2 separate regions of the Mus musculus genome follow, and region 2 is linked to region 1. The links are chromatin contacts, called in public promoter capture Hi-C maps. All regions are on one chromosome and are shown on one strand. The core of a region is the stretch at or near the end of the contact, and the rest is flanking DNA. Distances in the headings are between cores, read along the strand shown.

Region 1 (6,445 bases), core at 2,955-5,454:
CAGTAGAATCTGCTTTTAAGTTCTGCTTTGTGGATCACAGTAGTATGACCATGGAAGACAATGGTGCTGAGAGTGATTTCAAATACAGGGGCCTGGCTCAAGAAGTTTCAGAGGAGATGAATTATAGAATGTTGTCTAGATATCATTCTTGTGATATTTTGGTGAAGAATATGGCTGCTTTTTGCCCTTTTCTGAAGATTGAGCATGAATGGAAGATGTCACTCTTATTTGACATCCACCTCCAACATCAGGTGACTTGTTTGTCTTAGATTTCCTACAATGCTATAAAAGAAATCACAAGGTTCTGGCAACATTTTCCACTGGTCATAAGGACAACCTTGCACCAGAGGTGTTAGAAAAGGGCAGTGTAATAAGATTCCACTATTTACACAGAACGGCACAGGGTCTATGATCAACCACAGCTACGAGCCTCTGCTCTGTTCATGCACCATGTAGGTGAATGAGTTGCTATGTTCTGATGGAAATGCTGGAGGTGCCTCATGGCTTCTTCACCAGTCTTGTGCAATAGTTCTACCGTCATTGTACCCAAAACCAGATGCAATTTCCCCTGAACACAATCAGGACTTTTTCTTTGACCCAGTGAGTGTTCAGCTCCTTCCTCAGGCAAGGTCTGAAGGCTCATGTTCTTTTCAGCATTGGCTCTACTCCCTCTTCTCCAAAAATCAAAGATGAAGAGGATGCAGGTCAAGTGAGCTAACACAGAAGATCCACATTCTCTGGGACTGGAGACCACTTACACCTAATTCCTGTGGGTATGCATGAGGTCTTCACTGTTCCGTGCAAGCCAAGGAGAAGCTATCATGGTGCCAGGGTCCCCTTTTCCTCTCAGCTCCAAGCATCTATAGGTATATCTCCTGGGCGCTCTTTCTAAAGACTCCCTTTGTCTTCCTGGAAGCTGTTAGGATGTACCCTAGGACTATTCCAAGTGTCTCTCCCTTACTAGCACCCATTGGGTCCCCAGACAACCTAGGGGTTAAGGGAAGACTCTACCCAGCTGCATCCCTCTCAGCTGGAGGTGGTCAGCCAGCCATACTCTGGATTTCCCAGGTCTAAGCCAGCATTAGACCCTGGAATGCTACTAGAGGCATACAGAAACAGATTTGGGATGTGTTTGGGGCAAGGGACTCCTTGCCCCACTTCAGTCCTCCGAACTCACTGGATCAAAATCTGCAGGCTAAGCCTGTAAGTCTTCACACAGGGCTCCCAAATAAAACATGGAACATCAGCCAAATGGGAATGTCAGATAATATCATTTTATTCTTCAAATGTCCCAGACATTACATGAGGTATACATAAATTTAAAAAGTCATTTTTAATGGTAGCTCACACCTGTAATTCCAGCACTCAGAAGGCTGAGACAGGATTGCTGGGAATTCAAGGTGAAGCTAGGCCATTTGGTGAGTTCAAGCCAGTCTAGGTCACAGTGGAAAACACTGTATCAAAAGAACAAGCAACAGAAAAATGCTTCACTAATTTTTGTCCTTTTCTATGCTTTTCTCAACAATGCCCAGGCTGCTCTTTGGGAGTCAGAAGATCACTGGTTAGGACTTTGGTGACATCACTTAGAGGATGCCTGTGGAGCATCAGCCAGACATCTATCCTCAAGTGACATGTGATGGTTTGAATATGCTTGGCCCAGGGAGTGGCACTATTAGGAGGTATGACATTTGCTGGAGTAGGTGTGACCTTGTTGGAGAAAGTATGTCACTGTGGGGTGGGCTTCTAGCTGTTTGGATGTCAGGCTTCAGAACAAGACGTAGAACTCTCAGCTTCTCCAGTGCCATGCCTGCCTGGATGCCACCATGCTTCCCACCATGATGATAATGGACCTCTCAACCTGTAAGCCAGCCCCAATTAAATGTCTTTTATAAGAGTTGCCTTGGTCTCTTCACAGCAATGGAAAGCCTATGTCACATGTCTTATTCTGTAACATCTTTTGTGTTTCTGCAAGTTCTTTCAGGCCCTAAAATTGTTCTCTCTACTTTGATTCTAATGCTCACCCAATTCTAGGAAGGAGGGGTTAGCAGCTCACTATAGTCTATGGCAGGCTTCTTGCCTTAGTTACATATGAAGAGACACCATGACCAAGGCAACTTATAAAAGAAAGCATTTAGTGGGGACTTGCTAACAGTTTCAGAGGGTTAGTCTACGACCTTTATGGCAGCATTGTGGCAGCAGGCAGACAGTTATAGCGCTAGATCAGTGGCTCAGAATTTACATCCTGATTCTATGGTAGCAGGCAGAGAGAGGGAGACTGGGCCTCTGACATAGGCATCTTTTGAAACTTCAAAGCCCATATTAGTAACACACTTCTTCCAGCAAGGCCACACCTACTCTAACAAAACCATCCTTCTCAATCCTTCTCAAACAGTTCCACGACCTGGGAACCAAACACTTAAATATATGAGCCCATGAGGACTATGCTCATCAAACCACCACATTTTAACACGTTTTCTATGATACTATTTCATCAAAATATAATATATATACATACATATATGTATATATATCCTTTATTAGTATAATTTGTTTTGAACAATTCTTTGGGATACACATGATTTTACCATTTACTAAAGGTGAAAGCAAAATTATATACTAGAAAGGTGGGTAAGCTTACTTAGTTTCATATAAAGAATTATATCTTGTTAGATATGGTACTAGTGCTTTAATTTCATGTTTCAGGAGGCAGAGGAGGCAGAGGAGGCAGAGGAGGCAGAGGAGGCAGAGGAGGCAGAGGAGGCAGAGGAGGCAGAGGAGGCAGAGGAGGCAGAGGAGGCAGAGGAGGCAGAGGAGGCAGAGGAGGCAGAGGCGGAGGCAGAGGCAGAGGCAGATGGATATCTGTGATTTTTTTTTAGGATAGTCTGGTCTACACAATGAGTTTCAGGACAGCCAGGATACATAGCAAGACTCTGTCTCAAAAAAAAATTCTTAGCTGACCATTTGGTTTTCAACATTGATTAATATTTTTGATTTTATAACCCTCATTACCAAGAATGCCACTTCACATGAACATAGTCCAAAATGTCAGATAAATAGATCTTTTCAGAAGTCATTGGAGATTGTCCTAATCCCAAGCCAAAATTCACTGAACAATTTGTGAAACTCAATATCTTGATCAGCAATTTTCAAAAATCAAATATTCTTGCCCTATATAATCCAAATATTATATCCAAATATGGTACTTACATGCAGAGGAACAATGGTAGGGAAATACTACAGGTCTCCATTTCCCATCACAAAGCTTTTTGTAAGAGTAGAAAACTATATGTGTAGCAAACACACCACAGTGAACACACATGCAGTAGTCTTGAATCTGAGTTTGAAACAGTGTTGACAATGTGAAACATAGCACACACAATGCAGAGCATACATGTGACATGTTCAAAACCACAGACATGACCAAGTCACCAAAGAGCACACAATGAGCTCTACCAGAAATACCTCACAGGTCACTACTCTTTCAATCCACTGTTGCTCAAGTTCCCACAACCCCCACATTCCGCTCAGTGACCCCTATAGGGAGTCATGACAAGAAGCTGTGCTCTATTGAGGCCAGACTGTGTGGAACTGTGTGAGCTCAGTCTGCATGGCTGAGTCTCGTGGCTCTGCTCATAGAATCTGCTTTTCCACCCACTGGGACATGAAGAGCTGTTGTGGTAATAGGTGATATGTATGTCAGGGTTCTTCTGAGGAACATAACTAATAGAATGACTACATATGTATCAAAAATGGGATTTGGATCCACTTATATAATGTGGGCTAGGTAGTTCAACTGTGGCTATCTGTATGCCAGAGGGGCTGAAAATCTGAGAGCTACTTTTTCTACAAGAATTCCTGTCTTCGAAATGCTCATCTAGTCTGGCAGTCAATTTGCCAGACTCACCTGACTTCCATGGGTATGCCCCAATGTGATAGGCTCCCTCAAAAGGGAAGCCCATGAAACTTAAGAATTAGTTACAAAGGGGACCAAAAGCCAAGTGTTCACAGAGGGATGGGTGATCAGGATGAAGGTCAGGCCAGCTGTACCAGAAATTCCAAGGAGAAATGGATGAAGTCCTGAGTGAGCCACCACAGAAAGAAAGGGACTCAAGAGGAGCCTTCATGACTTTATATGAGTTCTCAACACAGCCATTATGACATCGGCAGCCTGGCCAGCTTAGGGAGTCTGAGCTGCCAGTTGACACTATTCTGTCAGCCTGGCCTCCAACACACAGCACAGCCAGAGCCATGATCCTGCCCTCCATCCTGCTACTTGTTGCCCACACCCTGGAAGCAAATGTTGGTATGTGGACTCCTCTCCCTCTGGCCAGAGCTGCTGACCCGGGCAGGTCAGTCAGGATACCTGCTCTCCTCGCCTCCCTTCATCCTATCAATATGTGGTGAGCATTAAGGACAAAGGAGACAGTGGATATGACCCATGAGTTAGCTAACAGCCACCAGGAGATCACCTCCAAGAGTAGAGATCACTTACACCCCTCTTACGGGTGACCTGTCTAATCCTGGAGTTCTACCTTATCAATAGCAATGAAAAGGGATATACCCAGATCTTAGGCCAGGAACCAGCCAAGTGACTTAATATTTTTTCTGTTTCCTTGATGAAGTGCTCTGACAAAAGCGACTTAAGGAAAAAGGGATTTATTCTGGTTCACAGTTTGAACCTAAAGCCCATCATGGGTAGAAGTCTAAGTGCTAGGAGCTTGGAGCTGTTGGTCATATCACATCCACAGTCAGAACTCAGAGTGGTGTGAGTCCACTCTGCTGCTTAGCCCCCATCCTCCTCTTACACAATCCAGCCTTAGTTTACAGCTTCAGGGGAAATTAGCCCAAAGCGCTCCCTAAGGACACAGCATGTCCCAACTTGTACCAATCTGAGCAACACACCGATTTCCTTCTTGTGCCTTCTCCACGATGCCTCTGAGCAGGGCCAGCCTGTCTCTCCGCCTTCAGTGTGTCCTAGGGCCACTCCATAGAGTAGGGTTCGGTGATGCCATTGGCAGAACTGGTCCCTCTAGAGTCCAATGGGAAGAGGCTCCAAGTTGCTCAAATGACTCCTCACAGTGGAGCCGCTGTCATTGTCCCCCGCTTTGTGGTCTATCTGCTGCCACACTGGAATTGTGGTTTGTTCTTGGAATTAAGAATGTGGACAGTGGGATTTGTCTGCCGGTCCTACGAGGACTTTGGTGCAAAGTGGATCTGAGAAATCCTGAAGCAACTGGGACTTGCAGATTTTGCTCTGTGCAGAACACTTTGAGGGGCACCTCATCACTATTGATCCATGTGCTAGCCTAAAGGGGTGGAGTGCTTTATGCCCATTTGAGAGGTGAAAGGACAGGAGATAAGCAAGGGAAAGTAGTGTTCCCTCCAGTCATTGGATAAGGCAACCACAAGTCAGAATTCAGCCTCTGATGTCTGCCCAGAACCTGTGCCCCCAGCAAGTTCTGCAGCAGCATCAGAGTGGAGGCCAGCCAGTCAAGCCTGTCTCTGTCATTATCATGATATTTGCTCCCATGCTTGTACATATATATTTTTAACAAGATAAACCATACAAGTCTCAAATATTATATTTTAGTTATTATATTTTAATTTAGTGTGTGTCGAGTGTGTGTTAAGTGTGTGTGTGTGTGCCTCACAGCACACATGTGGAGATCAGAGAGCAGCTTGTGGGAGTCAGCTGCCCCCTCATACCATTTAGTTCCCCTGGAATAGGATTCAGAAGGTCAGGGCTGGCAGGGTTAGGGTTAGACTTTACCCACTGAGCCATCTCTCTGACCCCTCAAATCTAATTTTGTTTGTTTGTTTTTGAGACAGGTTTTCTCTGTATAAACTTGTCTGTCCAGGCTGACCTCGAACAAAGATTCGCCTGCCCCTGCCTCCCAAGTTCAAATCTGATTTTCATCCTGATCTTTTTACTCAAGCTCCTGTCATGAGAACCTCCCCCACATCCTTGGAAACTCCCCATGAGCCTCATTTTCATGACTGAGAAACAGTTCAGAGCACAGCTTTCGTAACATCAGCGTTTCTTCTGTCTGGTGCTGTTAAGAATCCCATTGCTGGGTACATCTTCCAATATACAGATTTTCCCCTTTAAGATGGTCCTTGTATAGAATCTGTCAGCCAGCCAATTGAGTCTCCAGGTTGTTGAGTTCCTCTCTGGGACAGGCACAGTCCCACCCACAGGACACAGTATCACCAAGACAAGCATGGTGTTTTCTCCACCTGGAACTGGCATTCTGGGGTCAGCAGCAGACAGAAGCACTCTGAAACCAGCCGTTGTCACCTTAAAGCAATAGAGACACCTGCATAGACAATGAGGAATGGCCAGGGCTGGAACCAGGTTGGAGGAGGCTTGACTTGAAGAAGTGATTCATAGGGAGGAGAGAGAGAGAGAGAGAGAGAGAGAGAGAGAGAGAGAGAGAGAGAGAGA
Region 2 (6,445 bases), core at 1,593-4,092, 530 kb before region 1:
AAAAAATACATTCCTGGTGATGTAGATTGTTCATGCCAGCACTCTGGAGGCAGAGCCAGGCAGATGGTTATGAGTTTGAGGCTAGTCTGATCAGCATAGAGAGTTCAGACTAGCCAGAGCCACATAGTGAGATCCTGTGGCAAAAATAAAAATTAATATTAAAAGAAAAAAAGTGTCTGCAGTGATGGCTTAGCTGTTAAAATCATTTCCACTTTCCCCAGTCATCTGCCCAGCCCATACACTGAAATCTTGAGTCATGTGAATGTTACTTATTTAAATCAAAATGTCAAAAAGAGACTTCAAGGTACACTCAATAATACATTATTATAGCCCAGAAGGGAAAAATATCCAAATATCCATTTGACTTGTATATCTATTTTAATTTCCTTTTCTGCTGCTGTGATGGAAACATCTCGACAAAAGCAACTTGAGAGAAAGGGTAACTCGGCTAACACTTCTAGTGTCCACTCCGTCACTAGAGAGGTCAAGGACCTTGAGGCAGCTGGTCTCATCAGGGGCTCTCAGTCTGGCGAAGCTCTTATCCTCTGAGCCATCTCCACAGGTTTCCCCCTTTCTTTCTTTTCTTTTTTCTTTAAAAAATATTTTTTAAAATGATTTATTTACTTTATGTATGTGAGTACACTATCGCTTTCTTCAGACACACCAGAAGAGGGCATTGGATTGCTCTTAACCACTGAGCCATCTCTTCAGTCCTCCTCCTCCTTCTCCTCCTCCTCCTCATCCTCCTCATCCTCCTCTTCCTTCTTTAAGGTAGGGTCTCTATGTAGTCTTGGCTGTCCTGGGACTCACTTTGTAGATCAGGATAGTGTTCAATTTAACAATGATCCACCTGTCTCCTGAGTGCTGGGATTAAGTGTGCTCCACTACAGCTGGCTATGGTTTTCTTTTTTAATACACATTTAAAAATTTGTAAGTGTCTTTTAACACACCATTCCTGACATTTGTTGTGTTCTGGACCCAGTGTAGACAGAGAGATAAGAGCAGGAAAAAGACACTGCACCTTCGAGGGCAGAACTGAGAATCATGGGAGGTCAAAAGGGATTTATAGCTGGCACCCATACAATGCAATAAGTCCGATTAGGATAGGTGATGCATCCTGGAAGGTCTAGGAAGACTTGAAATATGTCCCCCCCACCCAGGATTCTGTGAGGAAGAGAAGGGAGTGTCATAGTAACCCAGGTAGGGTTGACCAGGGGCTGGCTAGGTTTGGAGACTGGGTTGGACCATTGTTTCATTACATCACTGACTGTCCTGTAATTAGCAGGATGTGGGTGTGAGAGTGAGGAAGAGGGAGTTTGTTCCACATGGTTCGATTTGAGGTGTCAAGTTAAGTTTGGAATTACTTAAAGAGCAGCAGAAATGTTAGTCAGTATTGGGATTCATAGACTGTATGACAGGGTCCCTACCCCACAGAAAGGCATACAATCTGGTCGATGGGGGAAATGACATTAACTCCCCTCTGTTGTTGGTCTGAGCCAGCATTTCCATTTCCCTAACACACGTTGTTTTGCTGAAACCACTTCATCTCTCCCCTGCAACATGTGTCAAAGAATGTGTTAGAGAGCACCACCAAATAAATGCCTTTGCTATCCAAGGGTGCTATGGGGCCCTTTTCTTTTCTTTTCTTTTCTTTTCTTTTCTTTTCTTTTCTTTTCTTTTCTTTTCTTTTCTCTTCTCTTCTCTTCTCTTCTCTTCTTTCCTTTCCATTCCTTTTTTTTTTCTTCTTTTCTTTCTTCTTTTTGAGACAGGACCTTACAATGCAACCTCAGAACTTGCTATATAGACCAGACTGGTCTTGAATGCAGAGATCAACCTGCTTCTACATCTGAGTGCTGGGATTAAAGGAGTGGACCACCAGCCTCCACTTGGCAGTGTATGCCTTTAATCTCAGCATTTGGAAGCAGACGTAGGTAGATCTCCATGAGTTCTAGGCTAGTTTGATGTACATAATATATATGTTCCAGGACAGTCAGGACTATGTAGAGAGACCCTACAGAAACAAACAAACAAACAAACAAACAAACAAACAAGTGTGTCTGCCACCACACTGAGCTGCTCCAACCTCTTAGCTATTTAACTTTTAAAAATATTGTTTAATTTATGTACTTTTTTGTTGTACTCAAGTACTCTATCTGTGTGTATACCTGCATGCCAGAAGAGGGCATCAGACCCCTTTATAGATGGTTGTGAGCCACAATATGGGTACTAGGAATTGAATTCAGGACCTCTGGAAGAGCAGTCAGTGCTCTTAACTGCTGAGCCATCTCTCAAGTCCCTTAAGTATTTATTTTTTTTAAAAATGTATTTTATGTGTATGGGTGTTTTGCCTGTATATATGTTTGTGCACCATGCCTCTTTGGAGGTCAGAGGAAGCCATTAGATCCCCTGGAGTTGGGGTTACAGTTGGTTGTGATCCACTTTGTGGGTTCTAGGAATTGAACCTGGGTCCTCTGGAAGAGCACAAGTTGTAATTGCAGCACTCAGGAGACAGAGTTATCTTTGGTTGTAGTGAAATCAAGACCAGTCTCAAAATCAACAAACAAAAATATTTGGTCAACAGACACATGGTTTAACAGTGAGCGCTTGCAAGTTAGACAGGTAGAAGGCCTATCAGGACTAGACTGATAAGAGTCTGGAGCTGCAGTGTTTCAGAGGAACGAACGTCTCAGACAACCCGTGTCTGCGTTTGTCCTACCTTGTTGGTAAAAGGGGGTCCTCATGTTTGACAGGACAGAGAAAAGATGGAATGGGCTGTGAGGGAGCATAGTCCTCCCCACTGTGGACGGCCTTCAGGTTATAGTCCTTCTCCAGCCGGTGTCTGCCAACCCAACGCGCATGCGCTGCTTAGTGGGTAGCAGAATGCTAGATGGCTTTCTAGTCTGGGACTCTTTGTTCCCTGGTTGTTTTCGTTTTTTTGTAACTGCCTTGGCTGTCTTTTCCTTTACAAATCTGTGTCCTGGTTGTAGAGCTGGCTTGGGGCGAGCTGTCCATCTGGGTTTGTTTGATTGTAAAGCGCTGCCTTGTATTTAAAATTACCGTGGTCCGTGCTCAAGAGCAGACCCAAGGGTGCTGTTTCCTAGCCCAGAGATTACAAGAAGCCGCTCGGGTTTACCCCAGCACAGGAGGCAAGCGATCTGGGGAGTCATCTGGTGTTCTGAGATACTCTATTTGTCCTCAAGCTCCGGCAGATGAGGCCAGGAGCATCCGTGGGCTGCCAATCTTCTTTGCACACTGCAGATAACTTGCAGAGATCTTAGTTTGAAGCTATAACTTAGATAACACATATTTTTTTGGTGGCTTATGGATAGTCAAAAATAATGCTTGCAGTACTCCAACTTTGTGCCGATGTCCGTTGTCGGCCTAGGAAAGAAGGTGATTCTGTCCTTCTCTTTTTCTTTCTTTTTTTGTTTTTTCGAGACAGGGTTTCTCTGTGTAGCCCTGGCTGTCCTGGAACTCACTTTGTAGACCAGGCTGGCCTCGAACTCAGAAATCCGCCTGCCTCTGCCTCCCAAGTGCTGGGATTAAAGGCGTGCACCACCACTGCCCGGCCGATTCTATCCTTTTCAATGAAAGTAAATCTGTTCAACATAATAATTTTCAGGGTAAATGTTTCTGTTACTAATACTACCCACACATAAATACACACATACGCCACCACCACACACATATATCCCATATACACCACACACACACTCCACACATACTATATATACACATCATATATACATATATCACACATCCACACTCACATCCATACCTCCACCATACCACCTCTCTCTCTTTCTCTCTCTCTGTCTCTCTGTCTGTCTGTCTGTCTGTCTGTCTGTCTGTCTCTCTCTCTCACACACACACACCATACTTAACAACCTTTAGAAAGAACCCTAGAGTTATTAAATACTAATTATAATTCAGCCCTTTATACACATCACTGCATTTGACCCCAAGCAACCTTGAAATTGAAATTATCATTGGAGTTTAGCCAGTAAGAAAAAGAACTCAGCCACGTCACCATGGTTGGGTACCAGAAAGGGGGGGCTAAATCTAATTTTTCTGACTCTAGGGCTTTGGATTTTGTTTGCATGCTGTGATGCCCCCAGTGTTTTATGACTTAAAGATTTTCGAGTACGCTTTGGACCTCTTGCCTGGTTAGTGGCATGCATATGGCTCTCCGGGATGGCACAGTGCAGAGGCACTGCCTTGGCCTGGAGAGATGGCTCTGTAGGTCAATGCTCAGGGCTCAAGCATGAGGATCTGAGTTTGGAGCCCCACGGTCCAGGGAAATCTCTGTGTGCGCATGCAAATATTGGTAACCCAAGCCCTGCTGGGAAGGGCGGAGAGAGGAAGGTCCTGCAGCTCCCTGACCAGCCAGGTAGTGAGTACGAGGTTCGGTGAGGAAGCCTGTCTCAAAGACTAAGGTGGAGAGAATAGAGAAAGAACACATGAACCTCCGGTTTCCATAAGTAAGCACACAGGTACATAGCACAGATAACACACACATACAGATAACACACACACACACACACACACACACAAGGGGAGGGAAGAGAGAGTGGTGAGGGGAAGGGGTGGGAGAGAAGCACACCCCAAGAGAAAGATTAATTATTTAATTTTTAGATAGAACTGCAGAAATCAATTTCGGGAGATACTCAGTAAGAAATGAAAAATTGTCTTTTTTTTTTTTTTTTTTTTTACAACGGCAAGAGAATCTTTTTAAGAATCCAACTCAAAAAAACATTGGTGTCAGGGAAAGGTAGAGAGGGACAAGCGACACTGACTTTTCTCCAAGAGGGAAGTCACAGAAATATACATGCTTAAATGCAATAATCGGGGACTGGAGAGATGGCTCAGTGGCTAAGAGCACTTGTTGCTTCTGCAGAGGATCAGGTTTGGTTCCCAACATGCAGAGGGTGGCTCACAATCATCTGTAATGCCAGTTCCAGAAGATCTGATGACTTCCTCTGACTTCAGTAAGCACCAAGCATGCACATGGTACACACACACACACACACACACACACACACACCCCTGCAGGCAAAATACTCATGCGTTAAGATACTAGGAAGCATTCTTGTGAGTGTGTGTGTGTGTGGTGCATGCAGAAGTCACAGGAGGACTTTGGGGGGTCTTCTATTGGATTCTATTAGGATTCTCTTCATCCTAATTCTATTTATTTATGTATTCTCTATTTAATGTATATGAATACGCTGTCACTTGTTGAGGGAAATATTAAAAAAGGAACCAGCACATTGCCATTCTAGTGCCAGCAACTCTCAGCCTCAGAGACCTGGCTGGCCATGCGCTGACCAGTTTTTTATCTCGTGGAGATTCTGACTCTGAACTCCAAAATCTCTCTACTCAGCTCACTAGGTTCCCACTGGCAAGTTGTTACGCCAACCCCGTTCTTCAAATCCCCAATGGCCTTTGTGGAACACCTCAGGCAAACCCACGCTTTGCCGCTGTACCTTTCTCTCTTGAACCCAGACGAGCCTCGGCGTGAAGGAAAACGCAACACAAACTTAGTTCAGAAACAATGGTAACTCAATCTCTGGGTGCAACAACTAAAACCTAATCTTGTAAGCCTTATTAAAATCTGATTCCTAGCCGGGTGTGGTGGCGCACACTTTTAAATCCCAGCACTTGGGAGGCAGAGGCAGGCGGATTTCTGAGTTTGGGGCCAGCCTGGTCTACAGAGTGCTTTCCAGGACAGCCAGGGCTATCCAGAGAAACCAGAGAAACCCTGTCTCGAAAAAACAACACACACACACACACACACACACACACACACACACACACACACACACACCTGATTCCTCTGGTGGCGAATCTGCCATGATACGGAGGAAGCTCTAGCAGCTACATCTTTCTGCTGTCCCATTCAAAAGAAGAACCTAACTTCCACCTTCTTCCTCTTTTCCTCCCTCCAACCTGGAAGTCCTGCCTACTCGCCCAGTGATTAGCGTCTTTATTCATTAGGTGTTTGGTTCATAAGAACAGCACATCCACAACACTCACTGTCTTCAGACACACCAGAAGAGGGCACTGGATCTCATTATACATGGTTATGAGCTACCATGTGGTTGGTGGGAATTGAACTGAGGACCTCAGATTAGAGCAGCCAGTGCTCTTAACCGCTGAGCCATCTCTCCAGCCCTCATCTTCTTCTTCTTCTTCTTTTTTTTTTTTTTTTGAGACAGGGTATTCTCTGTATAGCCCTGGCTGTCCTGAAACTCACTCTAGACCAGGCTTCAGCCCTCATCTTAATTCTTGGTCCAATGTTTTTTTACCTTTCAGCTAGGTTGGCTGGCCAATGAGTTTCTGGGATCTACTCCCCAAAATGTTAGGTTTATGAGCGTGTGTGTCCATGCACAGCTTTTACTTGGGTGGTAGGGATTGGAACTCAGGTCCTCTTGCGTTCACAGCAAGC

The links. Promoter capture Hi-C pulls out the DNA fragments that hold promoters and counts their contacts.
Region 2: a promoter capture Hi-C map of hippocampal neurons shows a contact between it and region 1, with 4 times the contacts expected there. The contact joins the enhancer-like site here to the promoter of Prss55 in region 1. A contact is called at or near these places in 2 of 39 promoter capture datasets (embryonic stem cells and hippocampal neurons), 1 of 484 Hi-C or Micro-C datasets (cortical neurons), 1 of 115 datasets of contacts at active chromatin or transcription factors (embryonic basal ganglia) and 2 of 9 other capture datasets (macrophages and pancreatic islet).

Annotation. Positions count from the first base shown.
Region 1 is chr14:64,083,169-64,089,613 of GRCm38.p6, reverse strand. It overlaps Prss55 (protease, serine 55), which reads left to right and starts at 4,204. Exons shown (of 5, transcript NM_001379522.1): 1 at 4,204-4,400. The coding sequence starts at 4,298. It also overlaps a transcript of Prss51 not described here.
Region 2 is chr14:64,612,873-64,619,317 of GRCm38.p6, reverse strand. No RefSeq gene overlaps it. Among named protein-coding and RNA genes, the nearest start is that of Gm36924, 8.5 kb to the left of the region's middle. Within about 2 kb of position 2,842, at least 3 of the 459 cell types and tissues checked have an H3K27ac peak or open chromatin away from gene starts, as enhancers often do. A contact at or near this core is called in hippocampal neurons, where this site is marked.